Regions from separate parts of the Gossypium hirsutum genome. Here region 2 is linked to region 1. The links are chromatin contacts, called in public Hi-C maps. All regions are on one chromosome and are shown on one strand. Each heading gives the region's core, a stretch centred on a gene start, on an enhancer-like site or on the middle of the called end of the contact. The rest is flanking DNA. Distances are from core to core; before and after follow the strand shown.

What was found. A called contact is a pair of places that touch in the nucleus more often than the background predicts.
Region 2: a contact with region 1 is called in a Hi-C map of leaf, with 2.2 times the contacts expected there. The contact joins the enhancer-like site here to the promoter of LOC121230916 in region 1. A contact is called at or near these places in 5 of 34 Hi-C or Micro-C datasets (callus, hypocotyl and leaf).

The regions. Positions count from the first base shown.
Region 1 is chrA01:22,860,352-22,866,593 of Gossypium_hirsutum_v2.1, reverse strand. LOC121230916 reads right to left here and starts at 4,758. Exons shown (of 7, transcript XM_041116465.1): 1 at 4,446-4,758; 2 at 3,707-4,318; 3 at 3,332-3,516; 4 at 2,937-3,175; 5 at 2,521-2,720; 6 at 2,148-2,273; 7 at 1,804-2,050. The coding sequence starts at 4,601. The coding sequence ends at 1,952. LOC121202977 (zinc finger CCCH domain-containing protein 6) reads left to right here. Exons shown (of 4, transcript XM_041116467.1): 4 at 43-1,157. The coding sequence ends at 925.
Region 2 is chrA01:23,150,128-23,156,353 of Gossypium_hirsutum_v2.1, reverse strand. It overlaps the pseudogene LOC107918004. Among protein-coding and RNA genes, the nearest start is that of LOC107918013, 120 kb to the right of the region's middle. Within about 2 kb of position 2,498, at least 6 of the 9 cell types and tissues checked have an H3K27ac peak or open chromatin away from gene starts, as enhancers often do. A contact at or near this core is called in leaf, where this site is marked.

The sequences.
Region 1 (6,242 bases), core at 3,509-6,008:
TTTTAATTTGCCCTGTCCCTAACTTTCCTTCTTATTATGCAGTCCTTCTGTCTCAGCTGACATGGCATACTGTCACTATGATGATAAGCAAACTCCTCAAATACCCATCACTCCCATTGAAGACGAGGATGCGGCAATCGGAACACAATCGAATGTCTTAGCACCGTTCGGTGCCTCCACTAGTTTCCAGCCTCAGTTGTTGGATATTTTACCTCATTTGAATTGCAGTATACCAATTATTTCAAGTGTTCCTACCAATGAGAAACCAACAGCTGCTGCCTTTACAGCAATAAATCAAAGCAATGAAAATGGAAACATGATTGATCCTGACTTGCTCGTCCAAATTCTCAGCAACCCCAAATTGATTGAGAAATTAGTTACAGAGCATGAAGTGGCTTCAGGTGCACAAAGCTTACCTATAACATCAACCAATTTGGTACCATCGTTTGACATGCCTCCATCTGCAGCTTACATCAGTAGAACAGAAAATGGTGGAGCGTTTTACGGCAATTTAAATGGGGTTGGAATTGGAGCCTCAAATATACATGGTTTGGTTCCTGGTGTATGTCCAATTTCACATTCACTTGCAATGGAACTTCCCCAAAAGAAGGATGTAAACTATTACAAGAACTTGATTCAACAGCATGGAGGAGAAAGTCAAGTAGGAGGCCAGAAGTTCAATAACCGATACAATCAACAGTTAAGACCCAGCCAAGAAGTAATAAATAACCCGAGGTCAAGAGATTCGAAGCTGAGGATAATGAAGCCTTGTGTTTACTTTAACAATTCCAGGGGATGCAGGAATGGCGCCAATTGTACGTACCAACATGATACATCCTCCCAGAACAGGGGCAATAGTATTCCCGACGCCCCTAATGCAAAGAGAATGAAAATGGATAGAGATAGGCAGTTGAAAACATACTAGTATGCCTTGTTTTTTCAAGTAGTTCAATTATAGCTTTCACCTTCCTTGATTTTTCCTTTTATTTTTTGCGTCTTCCGTCCACCATTTGATGAATTACTTACCATCACTTGGGGATATATTTTCTGGGACGGCGTTTCTTTTTGGTGGTTTTCTTGTTCTTCCTTGCTTTGATCCAAATTTGATAATGTTAGTCCCCTATATATAACATACATGCAAACGCATCTTCAATTCATTACGTACTGCTTTTATAATTTTATATACAATATATATATTCCTTAAAACTATTTAAAAGATGTTATGCACTTAAATTTATAAATATTATACACCTAAAAATGTTCCAAAATCATATTTTATTTTCAAGTTGCTGCGATAAAAAGCAATTGAGCTGCCCCATAGGCTACATATGAATACCTTAAATGTTCTGTTATAATAGCGGTATATTAATGTGAATGTTGTTGGAGACTACGTTTTTTATTTGAATCTTGGAAGACGACTGTCGAAGAAGGGAACAGCGACAAACCCCCGCAGTATGTTGCATACACAGAATAGGCGAGTAAAGCGATAGAAAGAGGCCCCAATTTCCCCAAGCGGTTAAAAAAACTTTATTAGTTCCAAAATTTAATAACTTTCTTCAATTTGATCTAATATTTTTATCCGTATTAATCTCATAACTTTTCTTAATTTCACAGTGAAATGAGAATACCACATCATGAAAATTTAGTTTGTTTTACATAAAAATTTCATGTGATGAAATAACACAATTTCAAGCATCAGTGCATCACATTATTATTTCAGTAAAAAAAAAAAAAGCGAACAAATTTTGAGACTAAACGTGAAAAGACTAAAAATTCAGAGACTAAAAATTTATACAACCAATGTGCAACAGAACGAAGAAATTGTTTTCTCATTGACGTATCTCTTCGAAATAGTTACAGATGATCCACATGACTAATGGCCAAACCTATTATTATTACCAAAGCAAGAAAACTATAGTATTAAATGATGGTTAACGTTGGAGTGAATGGCTCAGCGATCTTCTCGCTGAACTCTGTTGGGATCACCCATCATATCAATCATCATCTTCTCAGGCGAATCATCCCATGTTGCAAATGTTTTCAAGTCAACCTGTACACACGCAGCTCCCATGCTTAAGCCTTGCAACTCAACATTTACACTTCAGGCGGTTTGAAATTGACTTAAATTTTTAGAGGGTTTTGGTTACCTTTCTTCTTTGCTCAGTAAAAAGTTCTTCTCTTTTCTTGTACGAATCCTGGACTTCCTTTGCAGTCTTACCACCAAGTCCCCATACTTCGACTTCTGCTATCGAAGCTTCTACTGGGAGGAATCCCTGCACCAAATCATTTCAAAGTTCAGTACCGACCTTTCAGACACTCGAGGAAAAACCTCATATCAGTTCCTTTCCATGTTGAAAAAATATAGCAGGTCATGATAGTTAAAATTCTCATGAGGGTTCAGATTAGAAGAGACAAAAGACTAATTGGTAGTATAAACTACACACTGTAGCATCAAATAACAGGTTCATAGGATTCTGCATTTATTAAGAGAACTGGATATTAAAGTTGTATCCTATGCACCTGGTTTGGGATAAGGGAACCAGGTTGGTAAGTTTTGTCCATTGCATGGTGGCGAACGGTTAGTTTTGCAAAATCCTCATCTATAAATATCCTCTCATTTGTAGTGGTTCCTCCAAATGCAATTCCCACTGGCTTTGGATGAGATTCATAAACTCTTCCTGTAGGGTACAAATGACTGTATACATAGTTCTTCTCTTTCCCTGTTAAAATTTTATGATTAATTATATTCACCAAGTCATCCACCGAAAAAGAAAATGGCCCAACAGAAACTTGATTACATAGGCCAGGCAAGGAATGGATCCTAACATCCTCTATGCATGTCCCTTGCCCCCTTCCACAGGCCCCTCCACCCTCCAAGGAATAAAAGACGGACAAAATCTGACCATTGGCATATTTCCTCTTGTTTGATTACATACCTGAAGGTGAAAATACATGGAAGATCGGACTTATAGCATATAGGTTCCCCGAGCTTCCATAGAATGTATCCTTATTTTCGAAACCCTGCTGTGTAAGTGCTCCTATGATCCATTTCCTGGCTTTGTTATTATCCTGATAGGCATCTTCTGAATTAGCAGATATGAGAACAAGTAATGGACCATGATAACCTTCGACATTCGACCAGAATCTGTTCAAGCCTTTTCCATGAGTAGAGGACCTACAAAGTCACAAACAACCGAATAAATACGTAAAATTATTAAGTTACAAACACAGGTTAAAGGAAACCCGGAGAAAAGATGCACTCTTATCTTGAAAAGACTACTAGGAGCATTGACACTTAATGGATCATAACATCAAAGGGGAAATGACAAACCGATAAAGAAGATTTTCATCAGTTCCAACAATATCAGCAGAAAAGCATAACTTCAAAATTTCTTCAGTAATGGTGCTTCTAGGTGCAAGGGAAATCGCCCATGCCCTTCCACGTGTTAAAAGTAAAGCTTGAGATGCGTTTGGAGACATATCTCCTGAAATAGATTCTGAAGATCCTGCTTCATCCTGCAATTCATCAAGCAAAAATACCTAACTAGTGATTCTCACAATTGAATCAATGGATATTCTCATAATAATGGCACATCAAATATGCAAAAGAAAATACATATTAGATGTCAGGTAAACACATACACAAGCAGACACTGAACAACCGAACAATTTTGTTCAGGTCTTACAATGAATTGAAATACAGCACCTCCGCAAGAACCGAGATTTGAAGTCTTCTATTAACATATTGTGTAAGGCAGTCTGAAAGTGTTGGCGCCGTGGTTATTGCCCAATTAAGAAACTTTCCAACGGGAAGTTGAACATCCAAGCCTACTATATCACAATTCCATAAATCAAAGCTGCTATCAACTTCAGCACATGCAACAACAGCAGACAACACCAAATGATTAATAGCAGGCAATAATAGATTCCCTTTCCTTTCAGAAGATTTCAAGGTCCTAACATTCCACAACATAGCCCAACACATCCAAAGAAGAAGAAGCAGATCAGAGGGTACTAAAGACCCATTGATCTTGCAATCAGCAGCATCCGGTTCGAACTCCAAATTCGAAGAAAGCCCCAACTTTTTCACTGCCATAGCAAATATTCTCAACAATATATTAAGAGACATTGATGTAGACATTCTCCCACAGCACTTCATGTAACCACCTAGAAACCCTAACCAATTTATGCCACCTTTTTCAGACAAGAAAAATAAGTCTACAATCGATGATCCCAAGTGATCCAACAACCTAGGGAAAGACTCTGGCTTTTGCTGTGATTCGCAAACTGGGTCTTCGTAACATAAATGAAAACATTGCTGGAACCAATGTAAAAAGAAAAAGAAAAAGAAAAAGAAAAAGAAAAAAGAAAGAAAGGGTATTATCTATTATGAAATGAAGTGAATGGATGAAATTAACGAAGATTGTTGAATAAATTAAGATTACCTGAAGTGCTTGGATGGAGATTGCGTTGGTTTGAGGGTCAGAGAGGTTTGAGAAGGATTTTTGAAGCAAAGGAAGAGCTCCCGTTGAAGCGGCGATGTTTTCCAACTCCCGTTGCTCCGCCGATACCGGCTGCTCCGTCGAAGATGATGCTCCCATTGTTGCAAAAGAAAATAACTCAAAAAGGATTTTTTCTTTTTAATGGGATTGGTTTCTGGGAGATTCAGGATACTTGGAGTGGCTTTTCGTCTCTCCGAAAGGCCATTCAGCGCCAAATAACTCAAAAGGACCTAAAGCGCACCGTTTTTATTCAATCTTTCTGTGAAATGTTCTTACTTTATATGTATAAATATTTTTATTTTTTATGAAAATAATGTAAATATTATAAAAAAGAATAATATTTATTAAGGTCAGCAAATACCATCATTCGAAAGAAAAATTGTGCATGGTATAAAAATACAAAATCTATAATATATTAATTAATTTGTTAGACAAAAATAAAGTGAAGGATACACCGTTAAAATAAAATTACTAAAAAAACATATCTAAATATAAACAACCATTCTCTAGATTTATTCTTAACGGGAAAATGTTTTTTTTTTTACTTTTTTATTAATTTATATTTTTTAATTTTTTAATTTTAATTTATGTTTATTACGTATCATGAGAAGAGTTGTTACTTATTATAATGTGATTGACTGCTAGTATCATGTGATCAATTTTTAATGGTGTTACAGTAAAATACAAAAAATGTGACTAAATCTAAGTTTAAGTATAATTAAATCTTCAAAAAAAAAATATACAAGTGATTAAAGACCTTCCATACTGAGGATTGCAAAATAAGCCTAAGCCATTGTTATTCAACTTTTGCAACTCAAAACCAATTACTTCATTGAATATGTCAAAATGATAATGGTGTTCTTTTCTTATCTAACTTTGTTGGTGTTGTTAACGTCTACTTTCAAAATATTGTTCATTCAAAATTAGGAACACTCAAATCACGTTTTTCACAAAAATGACAACACATCTATAAGCAAACTAGTCCACCATTTTCTCTTAAATTCTGAATGAACATCTTTGTACTTGAAACCAAATTCATGGCATTTAAAATGCTTTGAGATTTTTGTTGCAAAGCTTGGCGTAGTATATCAATAATGCCCATGGTCTCTTTCATCAAATGCAAAATAAAAATGAACTCAAATGATTGAATTAACTTGTATGCAATACTAGCATCCCCTCATTGAGAATAAGTAGATCATTCAACTTTAATATTTTTAAGCACAGAATAAGTTGCATAAAAAATTGTTATAAGACTGCATATAGAATAAAAATGAGAACCTCAATGAGTATCTCTAGCTTGTTTTAAAATTTGATTTGCACTTTTTTCCAGTCCTAAGCTCATTAATAACTAACATGCTTGCAATTTTAGCTTCTTTGGCAGCATGTATTTTTTCATAACATTTGCAAGAGGCATCAACAAAATTGATAATGAAACTTAAATTATTAAAAAACTCATGAACATAATGTACCTTTCTAGATGTAGTAATAAAAGCCAATTGTAGGCAATGAGCTAAACAATGCACATAATAAACTGAAGGAAAATCATTGAGAAATAATGCTTGCAATCCTTTCCATTCCCCGCGCATATTACTAGTCCCATTGTAACCTTAACCACAAATATTCTGAACATCAAGACTATTACGAGAGAGAATAACACATATTTCATTCTTAAGAGTTAATGATGATGTATCTTTAACATAAGTAAGGTCGAAGAAATGCTCCCTAATAAAGCCATCTCTA
Region 2 (6,226 bases), core at 1,249-3,748, 290 kb before region 1:
TGTAGGTACCCATGAATTTCAGTAATCAAAGGCTCCCTTGTAGTATGTATGAATGCCTCTAGCACACGATCGTCCGCCTATTTACAACATTAAAAAAATATTTAGATTTATCGAAAAAAATTAACATAATTAAAAATAACGAAAATATAAAAATAACCAATTACTGTTGCTATTTGGGCAGCAGAAATATGGTTGTCATCGAAACGGATTAGAGAGGCGTCCATTCTTGAGAAATTGATCCGAACGAATAAAATACGATATAATTAAAAATATATTATTTTTAAATAAAAATATAAATAAAATTTGAATAAAAAGCTTAAGAGAGTTTAAAAGAAGGATATGAATGAAAAAAAAATGAAATTTAGGGGGTATTTATAGGGTTAAAAAAGTAACCGTTATGATTTTTAATTTTTTTTACCATTTGGCACAAACAACAGTTAAAAAGTCATTAAAGTTACTGTTGTGGGAAAGGGCGTCTAGTTGGGCGCGCTTTCACATTCTCTCTCCTAAAACCGGCCTATTTCCCTAATTAAAATAAAAATCAACCTAAAGGCCTAAATAAAAATAATAATACAGCCTAAAGGCCTTATTTTCCAAATTTTAGGATAAATTACATTAATAGTCATCTAATTATGAAAAGTTACAAAATGGTTATCCAATTATTTGATTTTCTTTTTCTTTTTTTAGCCATCCATTGTTAAATTGGTAATGGAAAGATGACATGGCAATTTTTAAAATGGGCATAATAACAAATTTAGCCTTCAACATTTACTTAATTTTTAAAAATTTAGCCCTCAATATTTACACATTTCTTAATTGTATCCTATATTTTACATGAAAATATAATTTAATACACAATGAGTAAACTAGAAATAAAAGCAAAAATATTTTTTTAGAAAAACTTCATCTATTATTAAACTAGACAATCCTCAAATACATTGCTTTCCTTATACTTCAAATGACTAAGAACTTGATATCTCTCAATGAATTAATTTATTTTTTGTTAGCTTGAGTTGACTGCCATTAATGAAGCAAATCAAAGCTTAAAAAAATTATTCTCTTAAAGTTGTTAGACTTACAATTGGATTGAATAAGTGAAGCAGGTATTTTTTTTTCAAGCAATTGAATTAGCTTCACCTTTTTTTCAAAATTTGAGTTGTTTTGTTTCTTGTTGCTCATTGAATCAAACGCAAGGATAATGTCGAAAAGGGTCACAAAGAAAAGCAAAACTACAAAATGATCAAATTACATGTGTAAACATTGAGAGTTTGATTTTTTAGAATTAAGATTAAATTGACACAGTGGATAAATGTTGAGAGTTAAAGTTATTATTATATCAATTTTCTAAAGCTACTGCATTAACTTTTATTAGCCATTTAACGATTGGTGACTAAAAAAGAAAAAAAATCGAAAAGTTGGGTGATCATTTTTTAACTTTTCATAGTTAGGTGACAAAAAAAAGACTAATAATTGAGTGATTACTAGTATAATTTACCTTAAATAATAGGATTAATATATTCGGAGGTACCTGAATTGGCAACTTATACTTACTTGATATCTAAACTTGAAAATCGTAAACTAACTTGATACATTTTTTAGGTACCTAACGAACAGCATTAAAATATGACATTAACTACCAATAGCATATGCCATATGACAATATCATATTTTGACATGTGGCAAAAATTAAAAATATATATTTAAATACGAGACTACCACATGTCACCATGACATTGGTGGTGAGTGATTATATTTTAATAGTGTTAATCATGTACCTAAAAAAAAGTATCAAGTTAATTTATAATTTTCAAATGTAGATACCAATTAAGTCTAAAAATTTAGATACCAAAAATTAATTGCCAAATTCAAGTCCAACTATATATATTAACCCCTAAATAATAATTTAATAAGGTATTTTTATATACTTTAATTTTAAATTTTGATTTGAAACGCTATTCACTCTTCGTAACTTCCTTCTTCTTCTTTTTTTTTCTAAATTATATATTTTGAACGTGAATGTGCATAGATAAATTTAAACCTTTTGAATCTTAATAAATTATAGTATTAAAAATAATTATTTACTTAAAAACTATTACTTTATTTTTTTAAAAAAAATATAACTTATTTTAAAAAATATTTTTTAATCCACAAAGTGCGATGAATTCTAGTTCATATAAAAAAATTTGATATATTGATAATTAAATTTTAGAATTATTCATATAATCATGTTATATGCTTTATAAGAGATCATTGAGACACGTTTTGGATAGAAATAAATAAAATATTAATGACTTTGTCTTATTGATGTGTGCAATGTGACTGTTTTAATGTACAAAGGCTTTCCATCTGTGTGCTTTGTGACAAATTTCCTTAGTGGAGATCGTCATGATAAAAAGCTGGAACCAAGCATTCAGTTTTTGGAATTATGCATTTGGATGCCCAGACTGAAACAAACAAAAAGGCTATTATTATTTTCGTGGTTGGTTTGACCTCGTATTCAGTCATACAGACCTCAGTATTTCACCTCATTATCCATCCAATTAAGACCCACTCAGTATTTGATTGATCATTTCCAGATCCCTGATCAAAGATTAATTGAAATGGAAGGGAGGAAATTTGGGGTAAATTTAGATAAAGTCAGTCAACCAACCATGTTACCTGTAATCCAGCAAGTCCCAGCTAATGATGGTGCCAAGTCACATGGTCCCAACTTTCACAACCTGGAGACTCCCCACTATCCTGGTCACTAAGCAGACCAAGTAAAACAAACCAAGATATTGAAATCCCATGGTATGCCTACGAACACGAATCAAACTCTTAGAACACCCCCAACCCCAAAGAATAAGCTAACATCTTTCTTCATTTAACAATGAATATCTCCAAACAAATTCAACATTACCATAAACAAAGCAGAAGATGATGATACATTGAACAGTTAAAAAATGATCTCTACAGCAACTGTTAAGAATCCGGGCGCTTGAAAACGGTTTATTGTACATGAGCAAGATGCCCACTGAACACATTTGGATGAAACTATATATTGCACAATGCACACTAGATGACTAAAATAACACAATGGAATGGTACATGCTGAGTAAAATGACTATAAACCAACTAGTAACGGAGATTTGTAGGATTGCAAAGTAAAGTACATGCACTTATCTTTCATCGCTTCAGCTTCACTTCCATACTCTTTGAATTTATATTCATCCTGTTTAAAGCTAGGGGGAACTTTGCCCTCACTGTAGCATTGATTACATAGACTAAAATGAGACTTCACTTCCCTAAAGCGAGAACCAATAACTGGGTAACGGCAAACTGCACAAACCCGGCGCCCATGACGGTTCCTATCTCCATTTTCTAACTTCAACAGAGTGGACATGATACCAAATCCCCAATCAGGATCATCGAACATGGTAAGAAATTCATTGAAAGATACCATTGAGGAATCTGTTTCTCCATGAACTTCCAGGATTTCACTAATTCCATGAGAAGGAACATAAATAGCCCTCAACAATTTGATGTACTGTACAGCATCCACCTTTCTAATCTGAGAACTACCCTCATTTACTGGCCGCCATAAGAGTGCATCAAAGGCAATCCTTTTTCGTTTATTTGGAGGTCCATTACAAATGGGAGCAAGAACAGCATAAAAAATGCCCAAGTCCACCCTGCCTGATCCTGTTTCATCCAAGACAGAGAGGATACTCTCGTTTATAGCTTTGACAGCTCCTTGAAAGGTTTCAGGTTTTAGAAAACGAAGTAATCTGCGTAGAATTCCTTCCAAATTAGGCTTACGAATGGATTTCTGAGGACCTCCGCCACCAGAGTAGGAGACTGGTACATCAATTTCATTCATTTCCTTCTTCAAAAGATCTACATTGCAACGGCTCAATCTTGTAATTCTCTGGAAAGCCCTAATTTGAATAGCACTTCCTAAATCCTGCCTCAATGTAGTCTTCTCACCAACAGTCTTGAATTTTGATGGCTCCACTATTACAAAAGCCCCTTCTCCATTGGCACCACCTTTACTCTTTACCTTCTTCTTCTGCAGCTGTTTCAAATGGTAAATGGCATCGTGTAATTCAACCCTGTTTGTCATTTTCAAAGCCTCCTTCAAAGCTTTCTTAGCTTCTTCAGTTTCTCCAGCTCCCAACAAAGAAACAGCCTTATTGAGCTGTGCCCGCCAATGATTCGGCCACACCGCTAAAACCCTAGTGTACATTTCAGAAGCTCTCTGGAACCTACCCAAGTCCATATAAAGCCCACCTAGATTGTATAAAGCATCAACATGACCAGGTTTCAAGTCAATAGCTTTCTGGAAAACCTCAATTGCCCTCTCATCTTCACCCAGAGCATGCAAAGCTGATCCCAAATCACAATGTGCATCAGCATAATCTGGTTTCATGAAAATAGCCTCTTCTAAAGCCTTTGCAGCTGCCCTATACTCCCCAACCCCGAAAAGAGCACTACCCAAAAGTTTCAAAGCTCTAAAATGCGTGGGACAAAGGATGGCAGCCTCTCTATAATACTCACAAGCACTTAAAACCATACCTTCTCCTTCGAGAGCAATCCCAAGATTGACATAAATTTGAGGAAGCAAATAACCCCATTGATTCCCACCTGCCTCAGCTGCTTCCAAAGCCAACAAAAACTCTTCTTTAGCTTCTTTGTACTTTCCTAACACATATAAACAATTCCCAGCTCTAAAATGCGGCCTCACATCCATTGGCTGCAATTCGCAAGACCTTTTGAAACTAATCAAAGCTTCTTTAAACAACTGATGCTCATATAAAACCCTCCCAATAGCCATTTGTCCATCAAATGCTTCTTCTCTTGACCTTGCCCCATCGGCTCTACTCCTTAAAGCTCCCAATTCCTTGACAAAAATGCCATAATCAGGACCCGTTTCTTCCCAATATACCCTTTTTTCTGAAAGCTCTGCAGAGGGTCCTAGTTCCCTCGACCACCCCGCATCCGAATACGCATCAAAATTGTCGCTTTTAAATTTCCCAGTTTTTGCTTGTTTTGCTTGCAATCTCTTCAACAAGATCTCCAATTCGTCCACCAGTTTCCACGTGTCGTCGAAAACTATCTCGTGATGCGGTGACCCGGCCCACGCCGTCGTCCGTTGCTTCCTCTGTGACTCCGTTATTCTCTCTTCCGCAATCGACGAAGAAGATGCTTCGGAGACGATGGATGCGCCTTTGTTTTCATCGGGATAGAGCTCGAGACCCAGCGCATCGAAGTCACGGTCAACGTCACCGGCTCCATCGTCATAAGTTCTCAACAAGCCGTCATAAGTTAACCCCTTTTCGCCGTCAATGAACTCCCCGTAGGTCCGGAAGACTTCGTCGAGAATAGCGTTGATTTGTTCGTCGCTGAATTTGACTCTGGGGTTAACGGCGACGACCAACGCTGCCATTTCATCTCTGTAAGACCCCCATCACGGTTGTTATCGAATTGCTGAAAAATCCTCTTCACCTTCTCTGATCTACTCCCTCTTGTCGCCATTTCCTCCTACCCTTAAACGTTTTTTTCCCTCTCTTTTCTACTAATCCTCGGAAAAACTGAAGAAGGAAATGCCAACCAAAGCCAATCAACCAAAGCTTAAGATTTGAGAAATGAGGGACCAAGAAAAGAAAAAGAAAAAAATATGGGTTTCTTTTTTATTTTTTTGCTTTATATAAAGGGAATGGAGAGAAGAGATTGATGATGATGATGATGATGAAGAGCTCTTTCTTCATTTCTAAATGTTTGTTGGTTTTTTTTTTTTGTTTCAAAATTGGTTTTTTCTGGTTCAGATGATGATGAGGGTGTGGGGGCAACAACAAAGGAAACCCCACAAAAAAGCAGAGTTTTGGTTTGAAAAATAGCTTGGTTATTGTGTAGGATCGTTCAACGGGGACGAAATTTAAATGTAAATGGTTAAGAGAGAGGGTAATGGTTGGTTGGAGGTTTGAGTCTGTAAAACAAAAAGGGGCTTATTTTAAGGCGAAAAAGTGCACTAATTACAATCAACTGCCCTATCTTTTTTGTTATATCACTGGAATTGCAACCTTCGTTATATCATTATTTCGTAGTTTGTTACTTCAATATCATATAGAGTGTAAAGTCACATCATCAAGGAAGGTTAAATCTCAGCTAAACTCCGTCTTAACCCAATATTCTATTAACAGGATATAATAACACATTTCTGTTTCAAATTTCAAATAAATTAATATCA